Linked DNA regions of Mus musculus: region 2 is linked to region 1. A link is a contact called in public ChIA-PET data. All regions are on one chromosome and are shown on one strand. The core of a region is the stretch at or near the end of the contact, and the rest is flanking DNA. Distances in the headings are between cores, read along the strand shown. Region 1 holds the start of Amd1 (S-adenosylmethionine decarboxylase 1). Region 2 overlaps Cdk19 (cyclin-dependent kinase 19).

The links. ChIA-PET counts read pairs in DNA pulled down with a chosen protein or histone mark.
Region 2: a contact with region 1 is called in an RNA polymerase II ChIA-PET map of effector CD8 T cells, with 122 read pairs. The contact joins the enhancer-like site here to the promoter of Amd1 in region 1. A contact is called at or near these places in 9 of 39 promoter capture datasets (the 3T3-L1 cell line, 3T3-L1-derived adipocytes, the C10 cell line and 6 more), 1 of 15 datasets of contacts at CTCF or cohesin (the NIH/3T3 cell line), 1 of 484 Hi-C or Micro-C datasets (the HL-1 cell line), 8 of 115 datasets of contacts at active chromatin or transcription factors (the SCID.adh cell line, bone marrow-derived macrophages, effector CD8 T cells and 2 more) and 2 of 9 other capture datasets (adipose tissue and liver).

Annotation. Positions count from the first base shown.
Region 1 is chr10:40,300,683-40,307,993 of GRCm38.p6, reverse strand. It overlaps Amd1 (S-adenosylmethionine decarboxylase 1), which reads left to right and starts at 5,806. Exons shown (of 8, transcript NM_009665.5): 1 at 5,806-6,245. The coding sequence starts at 6,136.
Region 2 is chr10:40,397,299-40,404,962 of GRCm38.p6, reverse strand. The region is part of intron 2 of Cdk19 (cyclin-dependent kinase 19); the gene reads right to left. Among named protein-coding and RNA genes, the nearest start is that of Cdk19, 52 kb to the right of the region's middle. Within about 2 kb of position 4,487, at least 20 of the 459 cell types and tissues checked have an H3K27ac peak or open chromatin away from gene starts, as enhancers often do. A contact at or near this core is called in effector CD8 T cells, where this site is marked.

The sequences.
Region 1 (7,311 bases), core at 4,557-7,056:
TACCAAATACAATAGCCTGGATCTTCCTGGGTCAGGTTTCAACCAGAACAATCGACCACAGGCCAACCTGGTCTAGAAAACTTTGTGAGAAGACGCTCCCTTGGTGATTCTAGATTGTGTGGAGTTGAAAGTTAAAACTGACCAGTGCAGTTGGTAAATATTTAACAAACAGCGCCTTGATGGTATCAAGAGCCCTGATTGCAGAGTTTACCAATCTCATTGAAGTGAATAATTTGACTGTAGCCGATTTCATACGACCAATGTGATATCAATTCACTTCCAAGTTTTCTGAGAATGTAAAAATTGGCTCTCATACACAGGAAAAAGCCAGCTTTGGCATTCGATCATTCTAGTCAATTAAAATTAAAAGTGGATGAATGGCTGTAGGGTACAGCTCAGTGGTAGAGCACTTGCCTGGCAGAATCCATTATCCTCCAAAGTAACTTGCTCTAATCTTAAACAAAAAGCACACATCAATGCAAAGGTGGCTGGGCCGCCATGGTCCCACAGCTAGACAGGAACTGAATTCTGTCAACAGTCACATGAGCTTGGAAAACTTTCCCAGTTGAATCTTGAAATGGAGGCTGTGGCTGTGTTATGGACTGAGTGTTCTGTCACTGCCCTCTAAATTCATAAGTTGAAATCCTACTGCCTGTGTGCTGACATTAATATAGGGCCTTCTGGAGGGGAAAAGGTTTATAAGGTGGGATCGTCCTGAGTGGGATTAGTGCCCTTATTTAAAAGAAGAGAAGGAGGGCTGGAGAGATGGCTCAGCGGTTAAGAGCACTGACTGCTCTTCCAAAGGTCCCAGCCCGGCATGGTGGCGCACGCCTTTAATCCCAGCACTAGGGAGGCAGAGGCAGGCAGATTTCTGAGTTCAAGGCCAGCCTGGTCTACAGAGTGAGTTCCAGAACATCCAGGCCTACACAGAGAAACCCTGTCTCGGAAAAAAAAAAGCCAACAACAACAACAAAACCCCCCAAAAAACAAAAAACAAAGATCCTGAGTTCAAATCCCAGCAACCACATGGTGGCTCACAACTATCCATAATGAGATGTGATGCCCTTTTCTGGGGTGTCTGAAGACAGCTACACTGTACTTACATATAATAAATGAATAAACCTTAAAAAACAAAAAGAAGAGGAGGAGAAGAAGAAGAACCACCACTGAGGGCTTTTGGATCTTCTCCCTCACGTGGTGATTCATGGCAGAGGGCCCTCCTCCTGGGAACCCAACTCTGGCACCTAGTTCTTCACTTTTTGTTCTAGAACTTTTAGAAATAAACTCTTATTTTTCACAAGGCTCTCTGTGTACAGTATTCTATTATAGCAGCTCATGCTGACTAAAAGAAAATGAGAACTTGATTACAGTCCTGTGAGAGACACTGGAGCTCCAGCTAGGCTACACATGGGAACTCCTAATCCACAGAAAGACTGGGATAGAAAAATGTGTGCTATTTTATGCCAATCAGTCTGTATGAGTTTTTATGTAGCAATGGTTAACTAACAGCATGAATAGGAGTATGTTCTGTAGACTGTATCTTTTGCTAATGTTAAAAGCTGAAAATGAGTTTGATGGTGAAAAAAATATGAGGGGTGGACCTTGAGGAAATATTGGCTAATAAGGCTAGCTTGAGACAGTAAGATAGGTTAGGAGGATACTGTAAAGTCCATTACTAAGAAACTGGAGGGATGGCTCAGTGATTTAGAGCACTGGCTGCTCTTGATGAGGGTTTCATTCCCAGCACCCACATAGAGGCTTTACAACCATCTAGGATTCTAGTTCCAGGGGATCTGGAGCCCTCTTCTGGCATCTGCAGGCACTGCATGCACATATACATATGCATATCTGCAGGCACTGCATGCACATATACATATGCATATGTGCAGGCAAACACAGAGATTAAAAATAAGCAAGTCTTTTTTAAAAAAGTCATTACTTAGCCAGGTGCATGCCTTTGATCCCAGCACTCAGGAGGCATAGGCAGGTGGATCTCTTGAGTTCGAGGCTAGCCTGCTACAAAGCCTGTTCTAGGACAGCCACGGCTCTACGGAGAAACCCTGTCTCAAGAAAATCATTATTTATCCATCTAATACTGACTGAGTACAGATGTCATGTCAGGTATTACTTTTGAAGGTGCTAAATTGAGCAGAAAAGACATAGCATAGTGGTAGATTGCTAGATTAGCATGTGCCGTCTGATCCCATCCCTAGCACAGGAAGAGGAAGAGGAGGAGGAGGAGGAGGAGGAGGAGGAGGAGGAGGAGGAGGAGGAGGAGGAGGAAAAGGAAGAGGAGAAAACATTAACAAAAGTAAACAAGCTCTTCTTCTGCAGCTTAAAATCAAGTTGAAAGTGTAAGAAAGCTGACAACCAAGAAACAATAACTGTAAGGGAGCAATAAAAGTATGTACAGCGATGGGGACATAGCTCAGCGGTAGCCCACTTGCCTAACGTCATGTCGTCATGTGCAAGACCCTGGATTAATCACTTAATCACACACACACACACACACACACACACACACACACACACACACACACACACACAAAGAGTGGGGAGAGAGAGGCAAGGGACAGAGAAAGAGTAGTCAAAACCAAATGTTGTTCTAGGGAGCGTCTAGAGCCTAGGAAGTTCACGGACCAAGCTGCTGCTAACTGATGAGGACTTTCTTTGTCATCATGTAGGAAAAGGATGATGGAAGGCTACTCTTGGCTTAACCATCCTTAATGCTAGTACACTGGCAACAATCAAAAAACAATTTTTTTTTGGAAGGGACCAATTTTGTTCAGACTATGGCACAAGCCAAACTTGAATGTGAGGGAGAAGAGGGTGGAGTAAGAGAAGGAGTTTTAGGATTGGGGACTGCACTGCCAGGAATATGATCCAGTGGTAAAGGTGCCACCAAGTCTGATGACCTCAGTGTGATCTCTGGGACTTCTGTGATGAAAGAAGAGGACCAAGTTCCCAAAGTTGTCGTCTGATTTCCACATGCAAGGTGAGGACATGCATGTACACACACACACACACACACACACACACACACACACTCAGTGGTACAGCATATGTTTAGCTTATGGAAACCCTGGGCGCAATCCCCAGCTTCTTTCCAATGTCCCAATAGACTGTCTACAAAAGAAAATGATTAGCTATGACCCTGGCATGAAAAACAGGAGCAGAGGGGTCCCAAGTTCAATATCAGCCAGGGCTACATAGTTCAGGTCCTTGTGTTAATTTTTAGGACAAAAATTTTAAAAAGCAGATAGGAGTCTTTTAGAAGGTGTGTGTGTGTGTGTGTGTGTGTGTGTGTGTGTGTGTGTGTGTGTGTGTGTGTAGGCAAAATGCTTCATTGAATAAGTACTTCTTTTTGTTTGGTTGATTTTGGTTGTTTTGGTTTTTCAAGACAGGGTTTCTCTGTGTAGCCCTTGTTATCCTGGAATTCTTCTGTAGACCAGGCTGGCTTCAAAGTCACAGAGATCCACCTGCCTTTACCTTCTGAGTACAGGGACTAAAGACCTGTGCCACCACAGCAGCCTGCTAAATAAGCACCTCTAAAAGGAACTTTGTTTTTATTTTATGGGTATGAGGGTTTGTCTGCATATACGATGTACAGCTAAAGCTTGCTGGTGTCCATAGAAGTCAGAAGAGGGTGGAACATGCCCTGGACCTAGAATTACAGATGGTCAAAAGCCAGCATGTGAGCAACAACTGCTCTTAACAACTGAGCACCCTCTCTCTCTCTCTCTCTCTCTCTCTCTCTCTCTCTCTCTCGTCACTGAAAGATAGAGATGAGAGATTAGTTTAGGAATGACGATAAATAACTTTGGACATACTAAGTTTGTGAAATATTTAAGCAAAAATTAACTACCTCAGCTAAAAGTACAACTAATTTGAGCTTCCATATAATAGTCCTTAAGAAAAACTATACATTTTACAAAGAAACAACGCAATTCATTGACGCTAGTTAAGTTAGTCTGTATTTAACAATAATTTACCTTGCCAAGATTCCTGGCACTTTTGTTAACTTAAATTAGGTTGGGAAAAAGCATAATAGTAATTGAAAAAGCAACTAATTATAAATAATTACAAGCCAAATTATATTTATACCACAATTAATGTTTGAGGTGGTTTGCAGGCAGTCTTCTTTTCAATAAGCAACCATCAAATAATTGAATAGCTTGTAAAACACGGAAATATTCCTTTAATCTTTATTCCAAGTATAACCGCATCCTCCTTGAATTACTATTATAATAGACTAAGTAGCATTTATTAAATTTTGTCCTTATCCCTAGTTTGAGTTGGATGCTTTTAAAAACATGGCAAAAGCAATATACGTATCTACCTCATCACACGGGTTCTTTCTCAACAAATTTCATAGAGACATGTGAATCCATGCTCTTGTAAGACAAGAGCTCGTCTTCAGGGTATGTATGAATCAAATTTCAACAGTTGCAGTGGATTTCTCTAGGGATAATAGGAGACGGTCCCTTTGTCTTGTGACTATAATCATTTTTAATTTTATGAGCTTGGTGACTTTCCCCCAGTGTTTCCAAGTAACTAATAACTTTGTTAACATCTTTTGCTTCTTAAGATTAAAAAAAAAAAAAGAAAGAAAGAAAGTGGCCTTGTCCCAGCTCCCTCCCCCAGGCTGGTGTGAGTGTGCAAGTATGTGTGCAGAGCTTGTGTTTCATACTGCAAATATAAATAAAGGAAGATAGCAGAAGAAAAAAAAAACAAAACAAAATCCTACTTGGATTTGACCCCTAATTTATACTTTAGATTATCATTAGTGAAAACTCTTTGCTACCCATTTACATTATTATTATATACTCGCGAAGATCCTTTTTAGGCATTTAGGCAATTTTAGGCAAATTTGTAAATTTGCGTGGTACTGGTGGTTGTGAGGAATACTTTCAATTAGTTCACCCCTTTAAGAATAGCCTAAGAAAAATATCAAATAACCTCGTATTATACTTAATAAAGCTAGTTCCTAGGAAGTTTTGCAAACTAAATATCCACCAGTTGACCTAATGGAGTACGGGTTGATAGGTGTCTGCTGGAAGGCGGCCAACTCCTAAGCTAGGCTAGGCACACGGTGGGGGGTAGATAGCGCCGGAGCCCTCCAAGGCTGGGCGCCACGTTGCTTTTCTCTTTTCTCTTTTGAAATAGGAAGACGACGCTTCTGGCTATTGTGTAAACCCGTGGAGAACTGCCTTCATTCCCACATCAGATAAAGCACAAGCAGAATTAAAGCGCATTCCAATCCGACCCCGGGCCACACGTACGTCACTGACAATTTTATTGCCTAGGCTGCGTTCGTCTCGTGGAAACACGTGAAAAAATGGTTTAAAAAAATTTTTTTTAAAAAGCCAAAAACCACCTCGGCTTGAAACGAGAAACCGCACAGGATCAAAGCACTACGCCAACCCAGCAGTGGCCACCGCCCCCGCCGAGCCCCGCGACACCCCTCCAGACTCCCTCCTGTTTTCTGCTAACCAGCTGTGTGCAGCGTGGGACAGCCTCGCCTGTCTCCCGCTCTCCCCACCAGCTCCACAAGTAATCCCAGATTCCCAAGTCCCCAGCCGGACAACAGAGCGGTCTCCCGCTCAAGGGACAGCGGCAGCTCCATCTGCAACCAAGCTGGTAGTCCCCTGCACTCCCCGTGGGCCCACCGCCAGCCAGCCGGCGTTCGGCGACGTTTGACTGACACGAAGCGGTCCCTATGAGGCCCTGAGGGCGGGGCGATGGCGTCACTTCCTGGCCTGTCGGGGAGGATGCTTATATAAGGTCTGCGCTCACGCAGAACCCTCGCTTACACAGTATGGCCGGCGACATTAGCTAGCGCTCGCTCAACTCTCCTAACGGGAAAGCAGCGGACTACAAGAGACTGAACTGTATCTGCCTCTATTTCCAACAGACTCACGTTCAACTTTCGCTCACGAAAATAGCCGGGAAAATTTTATTAGTCCTTTTTTTAAAAAAAAGTTAATATAAAATTATAGCAAAAAAAAAAAAAAAAGGAACCTGAACTTTAGTAACACAGCTGGAACAATCCGCAGCGGCGGCAGGAGCGGCGGGAGAAGAGATTTAATTTAGTTGATTTTCTGTGGTTGTTGGTTGTTCGCTAGTCTCACGGTGATGGAAGCTGCACATTTTTTCGAAGGGACGGAGAAACTGCTGGAGGTCTGGTTTTCCAGACAGCAGTCCGACGCAAGCCAGGGATCTGGGGATCTTCGTACCATCCCAAGGTGGGTGCCTGGGCCTGAGGGCGGCTCGCCGCCGACTGCGAGGCACGAGTCGCGGCCTCAGGTGGGGCCAGGTCGGCGGGCGGGAACTGGCTTCTCCCGCCGCCGTTGCGGGGCCGCCTGCGCCGCCTGGGGGAGGGGAGGAGGCCGGCGCGGCCGCGTGCTCAGGTAACGTCCCCGGCGGACGGCGGGGCTGGGCTGACGGGCTCCGGCGGGGGGCACGCGGCCCTCCGGCAGGTGTGGCTGGGTGAGGGGCGGGCGGAGCACGAGCTGGGTGGGCCTGGGCCGCGGGGCGACCAGCAGGCCTCCCGCCGCGGGGTAGGCGGCCGCGCGTGGCGCTCGCTCGGGCGGCGGGATTGGGCGGGAGCGGCCGTGTCGCAGTGCCGGGCCCCGCCGACGCCCGGACGTGCCCTGCAGCAGAGCGGGGCGCCTCGGGACCCTCCGCGGGCTTTGCCCGGGAGGCTCCTGACCTTGGGCTGTGTAACCTGTTACGGAGGCGAAGTCCGGGAGAGCGCAGCGGGGTGCTGGAGGGTTTGCCTGCTTCCCGGGGTACAAGCCTGTCAGCCCGAAGATCTATTTTACTTAATGCCTTAAGCTGGAGCAAAGGAGACCTGCGGGCCCCCTGCTCACACCCGACACGGGAGGTGGTGCGGAGAGTTGCTAGTGACCTCGCTGGGAGAGTCGAGCATTGAAGCGCGGATGACACTGAGGATGCATGGACCCGGCGGCGGTGACACCAGCCTCCCGCTTTGGTGGCCGGTACCCGGGCTCCGCCGTGCTCCGAAGCGCACTAATGGGACTAGAGTGGCGGAGGAACCGGCGTGGTCCGGTTCATTGAGAGGCGGACCAATGAGCTCCTGGGCCCCTCCGGAGCCTGGCCCCAGGGTGTGGACCAATGGGCGTTTTAGGAATGTTGGCTGCGCGGTGCAACCGTCCTCTGACAAAAAGCGAGAAGAGAATCCCAGCGGCCACGTGCTGCCGAGACTTTAAGGCACACTGGGAAACGCAGTTCCTACTAGTTGCTGCAGACGTTTCCATTGTAGGGAAAAAAATGTACCCGAAGTGCTAA
Region 2 (7,664 bases), core at 3,238-5,737, 98 kb before region 1:
CCTTTTCCCAAATGATCCTAGCTTTTGCCAACTGTCATAAAACTAACCAACACACATGTATTCTTTTTATACCATGTTCAAAACATTCTCTGTTGAGCTCAATGAATATACCAACTTTTTCACTATAACTAGTAACTGACCAGTCAGGTCCTTGACACAATCCTTCCATTTCTCCAGTGTCTCAGCTCCAAGTCTCAGGTGTCTAGTAATGGACACAGTCCACTGGAGAATAAGTCTCACAGCCTTACAATGTTACTAATAATGTTTAAATAAAGGGCAACAATCATTCAACAATTAACTCACTTTGTCCCAAGCTATGTTCTACATAGATTCCAAATTTCAAGAGTGACTATATCAGACAATCTCTTAACTAAGTCTATGAAAACAAGAAAACTACACCAAAAAAAAAAAAAAAAAACAAAAACAAAAACAAAAAACTATAGGACCCGGTGATGGTTTGTATATCCTTGGACCAGGGAGTGGCACCATCTGAAGGTGTGGTCTTGTTGGAATAGGTGTGACCAGGTTGGAATGGGTATGTCACTGTGGGTGTGGGTATAAGATCCTCACCCTAGTTGCCTGGAAGTCAGTCTTCCACTAGCAGCCTTTGGATGAAGACACAGAACTCTAAGCTCCTCCTGCGCCATGCCTGCCTGGATATTGCCATGCTCCCACCTTGATGATAATGGCCTGAACCTCTGAACCTGTAAGCCAGCCCCAATTAAATGTTTTTTTATAAGACTTGCCTTGGTCATGGTATCTGTTCACAGCAATAAAACCCTAACTAAGACAGAAGTTGGTACCAGAAGCGGGGTATTGCTGGGGTATTGATAGGCCTGACCATGCTTTTATTTGAAAGAATATGGATTTTTGGACTTTGGATTTGGAACTCAGTGGAATGCTTTAAATGGGGCTTAATGGGTCATCCTAGTAGGAATATGGAAGACTGTTGCTGGGAGTAATTTGAACGGTGTTGACCTGGCCCAAAAGATTTCAAAGGAAAAGAATTTCAAAATGTAGCATAAAGACTTTTTTTGTGGTATTTTGGTGAATGTGGCTACTTTTTGCCCTTGTCTGAACAGTCTGCCTGAGACGAAGGTGAAGAGACTCAGATTAATTGCATTGACAAAGGAAGTTTCAAAAAAGCCCAACAGAGACTTTGTTCTCTGGTTAAGTTTTATGAAGAGAAGTTTGAACAAGCATAGCAAACTTAGAAAAATATAAAATATATGGTTTGAGTATCAAAGGGGTACCAGGAAGTGAAATGGAGCAAAATCCTGTGTTTTAGGAGATAACAGATTAAGGGAGTGGGACCTTGGGGCAAGATCCTACCCAGCTAAATTTAGATCCAGGCATGGTGGTACACATCTTTAATCCCAAAAGACAGGCATGCTGATCTCTGCGTTCAAGGTCAATATCCACAGCAAGAACCAGGATAGCCAAGCTTAGGCAGTGAAGGATTTTGAAAACATAAAGCCAGTGATAATGTAATAGTGCAAGGGGATCATGTTCTAGTTCCTGTAAGCAGCAGAACTCGGCAGCTTCAGCCATGTAGCTCTGGCTCTAGAGTTAAGAATGAAAGGAACTACTGGAACAATTGATGTTGGTTAGCTGGAGCTACTGAGTTGAAATCTGGGAGTTGTTTTCTGGGAGCACAAAGAAGTTGTGTTCCAGAGATACCCAAGGTTGTACCTCATGCTGCGGTTGGACTTGGTAATAAAAAGAGTCACTCAGGTGGTACTTCTTGTGAAGGAATGAAGGGATCATGAAGAGAAACTGAGGCTTAGCACTGTGAGAGGTCAGGGAAGGCCATTGGAGAAGGTGAAGCCTCAGCTGTAGTTGATGGCCCAGGACTGAAGGGGTCATGCAAAGGATTTGAGGCTTGGCACCCTGAAGAGAGCCTATGAGAGGCTATTGGTGAAGCCTAGTTGGAGTGGAACACCCCAGTGTATTGGAGATGTCAGTACCATGGGATGACCACCAAGAACAGCAGCCATAGTGGAGTGGATCAACCTGAGCTTAGAGTGCTACAGAGGGCAGAGCTGGAAAAGTGATGCCAGCCCTTAAGAGGAGTCCAAAAGATCAAGTGGAATCCTAGACACTGAAACAAGAAGCTGTAACATTGAAATTGCCTTGGAGACTCAAAGATGTTAAAGATGCCAGAGTCATGGGATACATGCTGAGGAAAGCTGCTAACAGGGAGTGGAACCAGCCCAGGAGAAAGCAGTTTGTAGTAGTCAACAAAGATGAAAAAGGAGTGGAGATCTGAAGACTGCTTTGACATCAGCCATAGAGATGCAGAGTTTGGAGTTTGCCCAGCTGGTTTCCTGCCTTGCTTTGGGGATTACAGTTAATTAAATTGAATGAATCTCAGAAGAGACCTTGAACTTTGGACTTTTAACATTGTTTCGACTACTATAGACTATGAGGACTTTGAAAGTTGGACTAAACGCATTTTGCATTATGCTATGTTTAAGTATGGCCCCCATAGACTCATGTTTTTGAACAAGTCTATGGGGACCAGGGAGTGGAATGTGATGGTTTGTATATCCTTGGACCAGGGAGTGGTACCATCTGAAGGTGTGGCCTTGTTGGAATAGGCATGACCTGGTTGGAATGGGTGTGTCACTGTGGGTGTGGGTATAAGATCCTTACCCTAGTTGCCTGGAAGTCAGCCTTCCACTAGCAGCCTTTGGATGAAGACATAGAACTCTCAGCTCCTCCTGCACCATGCCTGCCTGGATACTGCCATGCTCCCACCTTGATGATAATGGACTGAACCTCTGAACCTGTAAGCCAGCCCCAATTAAATATTGGGTTTTTTTTATAAGACTTGCCTTGGTCATGGTATCTGTTCACAGCAGTAAAACCCTAACTAAGACAGACCCCAATGCCCTTCCAACACCAGGAACTTCAACTCCATACAGCCTACTCAGGAGTATTCATCTTTCTTTCAGAGAAAAAGTGAGTAATAATCCTTCAAAATAACTAAGCATAGCAACTGAGCAATCATTTATATAACAGATGGCCTACCTATGTCCTCTGTGGAAACACTAAACATAAGAGAACAGATGAGAGGGTCAGGACGCAAATAAAGTGCACAAAACAAGTCCTGCCAGTCTTTGTGGGATCATAAACTGCTATGGATATGGACAGATCTCTTGGGAAAACATATTTTAAAAATAAATTTAAAGAAAAAAGTGAGAACAAGTGCCTATGCAATGAGAGAAAAAAGCCAAAATTCAGAAATCAAATATAGGCTAAAACTATTAGCAGCATACAGATAAGCTTTCACAGACATTTAAATTCAGTAAGAACCTGGGGGGTAAAATGAGGTTTTTTTTTTTCAGTCAGCTACAGAGTGGTGACAGTCACAAATTAATATTATATATTATGTAAACTGTTTTATCATAACACTAACAGTGACTCAAAAATACACATATAAACTTGTATATAATTAATAATTTAATATTTTTAAAGGCTCTAAATGCAGAACTGTATCACTGCTAGATAAACAAACTGTTTTACTCGGTGATACAATATAATTTACAATTTACTAGTGCTATAAACAGTTCCAGTATTTTATTCCATTGAAAACACTTACTATTATTACTGATGTCATATGTTTTTAAAAATCCCTACTGTGAGTTTAATATTTTTCTGATTATTTATGATAGATTTTTCTTATTGAATCTTATTGCTTCTACTTTTATTTCTTTTTTAATTGAAAAGATTTTTTTTCATAAATATATTCTGATTATGGTTTCCCCCTCCCGACTCCTACAAGATCCTCCCCACAAAGAAAAAGTATAAGAAATAGATATAGGTGCAGAGGTATACACATTGGTACAGAAAAATCCCCTAGAAAAGATAAAATCTGAAACAATAATATATAAACAAAATGCCTGCAGAGTAAGGAAAAACTGCCCAAACAGACGCGGGCATAGGGGCGGGGAAGACAACTTATAAAATACCACTGAGTTCAGTTTATGTGCATGGCCTTAAGAGAATGTACACCCAGTGAAGACTGCATTGAAGAAACTGTTTTTCACTTGTGAGCGAGCAGTTTTCATCTGGAGATAACTTCTGGATTGGGGATGGGGGTGGGTCCACTTCCTCTCCCAGCACTGGGATCCCATCAGACCCAGACCTGTGCAAGCCCGGTGCATGCTGCCAGTCTCTGTGAGTTCATGAGTGCTTCAGTCGTTCTGTGTTTAGAAGCCCTTGTTTCTTTGGTGGTCTCCATCCCCTCTGGCTCTTACACTCTTTCTGCCTGCTCTGAAGGATCCCCTGAGCCATGAGGGGAGGGGATGATGAAGACATCCCATTTAGTAGAGTGTTCCAAGGTCTCCCACTCTGCACACTGTTCACTTATGGTCTCTGTTTCCCATTTACTGAAGGAAGAAGTGTCTCTGACGATGGCTGGGCAAGGCCCTGATGCATGAATGTAGCAGGATGTGGTCCTGCTCACCCTTGAGAACATGCACTGTGGTTGCTATGGGAGAAATAATAAAAACTCAGCAAGGGAAACCCAAGTATCAGCGGTTTGCCAGCACCATGTCCGCCCCTCAGTCAGACCAGGACTGCACTGGGAATGTTTGGTAGCCCTGGCCTTCCTTACTGGAATCACAGATTTGGGATAAAGAGAGGCACTTTCATGTGTACCGACATGTTAGTTCCATCCCAGGAAAGCACCTCTTACTGCAAGTTCAAGTGTAATAAAACCAATGGACCTTTCACATCAGAGGACTTTACTTTGAAAAATCTGTACTATCCTTTTCTTAAATCATTTGCACAGTTATGTTCTATGCAAAACAGTCATTGGGAATATAGCAATTTTAAAATGGTAGTAGAGACTTAAGATACCAACTTAGAGTTCATCTGGTGGTGTGGAAAAGGAAGGAAATTTTCACTATATATTTTTAAATGTTTATCTTAGCCATTACAAACTTAACCTGTCCAAACGCTGAAAACCTATTTTTAGCATGCTACTTTTTGTTCACACTGAGACTACAGCACATTAGGATGTGCATATGTCAAAAGAAACTGATAGAGCAACTCTTTTAAAGTCATCTCAAGTTAATTGTGCTTATTATTTTAGACAACAAAATTCAAAGAAGTCATCAAAGTAAATAATGCTGGAAAAGGGTCTAACATTCCAAATGAATCTGACCAGCCCTCTCTGTGCCCCCTTCTCAATGTACTGAGAACAAAAGACACTTTAAGACTCCCAGGAATATAATAAAATAGGCAGTGCTCGGCATAACAAAGACATAAAACACAAAAATTGACAAAGACAAACAAGAATGCCATAAAAGTATTAAAATATATTTAATTTGATAACATGATAAGATCATTACATGTAAAAACCTCAACTTTGAAGAATCCTGGGACTGGGTGTATAGTTCAGTGATTGGCCACATGCCTATCTTGCATTGCAGGGAACCCAAGTTCAACGTCCAACACAAACAAAACAGATACAGTATGGGGTGGGAATGGGGATAACTTTTTAAAGCTCAACAAGAAAACACTCAAATGAACCCATGTTGGAAACATCTCAAGACTGAAACCACAAGGAAATATAGGCTTATGTCTCTGGTTTGTTTTTTAATATATAAGACATATAAAATGGCTTGGCAAACTTACCAGAAAGTAGATCATCCACCCCCTCAAAAAATTATGTATCACTATAATCTACAAGGTGTAGAATTTCTAATCAATTAAAACATTCTTCTAAGAAAAACAACAGAGTCAAACTTCTAGATGACCAGACCTGATCAGTATGCCAAGAGACTTATAAAACTGAAATTTATGCTGCATGCTTTCCAAGTGCAATCTAAATCCTGTTGGTATCTGCTAAAACTCTGTCTCATCCTGACTGTGAATTGCTCTAACTGCAATTTATGCGAGCACCTTTTATCACCAGAACACAAACAGAAACAGTGAGTGAGACTGTGTCTTTATGACAACGCACTGCTGCTGGAGAAAATTCCTTTCTCGTAATCATGCTAAGTTTTCTGCTAGCATGTGTATTTTTGTGTCAACACTCTAACTGTGGGCTTTCTTTGTTTAGACCACCTTGTCCACTGGTCTAAACACTTAACACAGCCACTGACTGGAGCCATGTCCCCTACTCTACCCTGAGTTTTCTAATCCTCTCCTCTTCTTATAGTCAAGGAACTAGCTCCATAGTCACACTGCTTAGGTAGGACGGCTTCGATTTCTTCTTGGTTGCCACATACCCCTGGCACTTTGTCTAATTGTTCCCAGTCTCTATTCTAGTTTTTATAAACCCCAAGCACCCAAAAGACCTGAAGAGCCTGCCTGCCACTATCAGTAAACATGAAAACACGAGATGTGGCCTAAAGTTGTAAGACTTTAATTCAGTGCCAACATTTTGGAGACTAAAGCAGAAGGATGGAAAATTTGAGCCTCTCTCAGCTATACAGTGAGACCTTGTTCCAAAAACACAAGTCCAAGGCTTTAACCCCCAACCCACTTCCTCCTGGAGCTGAAGCTGAGCGGCAGCACACGCTGATCATGTGTGAGGGAAGAACTGGGCTCATCAAGCCGAAATCAACAAGCAAGGCCTTATAGCTAAGCTGGTGATAGACTGAAAACCAAAGAGACCAGTAACAGGCTGTCTGTGGCCACTGCAGCTCTAGACAGCCTAACAGTTACCTGTGTGACTAATAGGTTTTGGTGGGATAGGCTGGTGACCCAAGTATCTTTTATTTCAACGTTTTCTGAGGAAAATGGTATTTCACATTTCAAAACTCAGACTTGTATATGCATAAAAATGTTGATGTGCAATCTGTCACAAAGAGTAGTTCTGAACTTCTGAAAGGAGCACTTATATCCCAGGCATAGTGGCGTACACGTGGAATCCCAGCACTTGAGAGGCAGAAGCAAGCAGACTACATCGAGTCCAACTGAGGGGCAAATTCCATGCAAGCTACATAGCTAGAACCTACCTATTTCAAAACAAACAGCATAAATAAAATAAGAAGTATTTACCAGACTTCTGTTAAACACAGAATTTATCTTTCATAAGACTTAGCAATTCGGGGCTGGAGAGATGGCTCAGTGGTTACTGACTGCTATTCTGAAGGTCCTGAGTTCAAATCCCAGCAACCATATGGTGACTCATAACCTTCTGTAATAAGATCTGACTCCCTCTTACGGAGTGTCTGAAGGCAGCTACATTGTACTTACATATAATAAATAAATCTTTAAAAAAAAAAAACTTAGCAATTCAACTTCAGAGAAACGAGAGCATGCAGCTGTAAGCCCAAGCCTCTTCCGTTTCCTATCACGATGGGCTATACCTTGAATTGTGACCTAAAAATTACCCCGTTATTATATAAAACTAAAGCTCAACAAAACAAGAAACAAAAGAAGACAAGGCCGAGCATAGTAGTGCACAGCTTTAACCCCAGCACTACAGAAGCAGAGGCACATGGGTTTCTAGGAGTTCAAGGCCAGCCTTGGTCTATTTGAATTCCAGGCCAGCCAAATATATACAGAAAGATCCTGTCTAAAAACAAACAAACAAACAAACAAAACAAGGGCTGGAGAGATGGCTCAGCAGTAAAGAACATGGACTTTCTTCCAGAGGTCCTGAGTTCAATTCCCAGCACCCACATGGTGGCTCACAAACATCT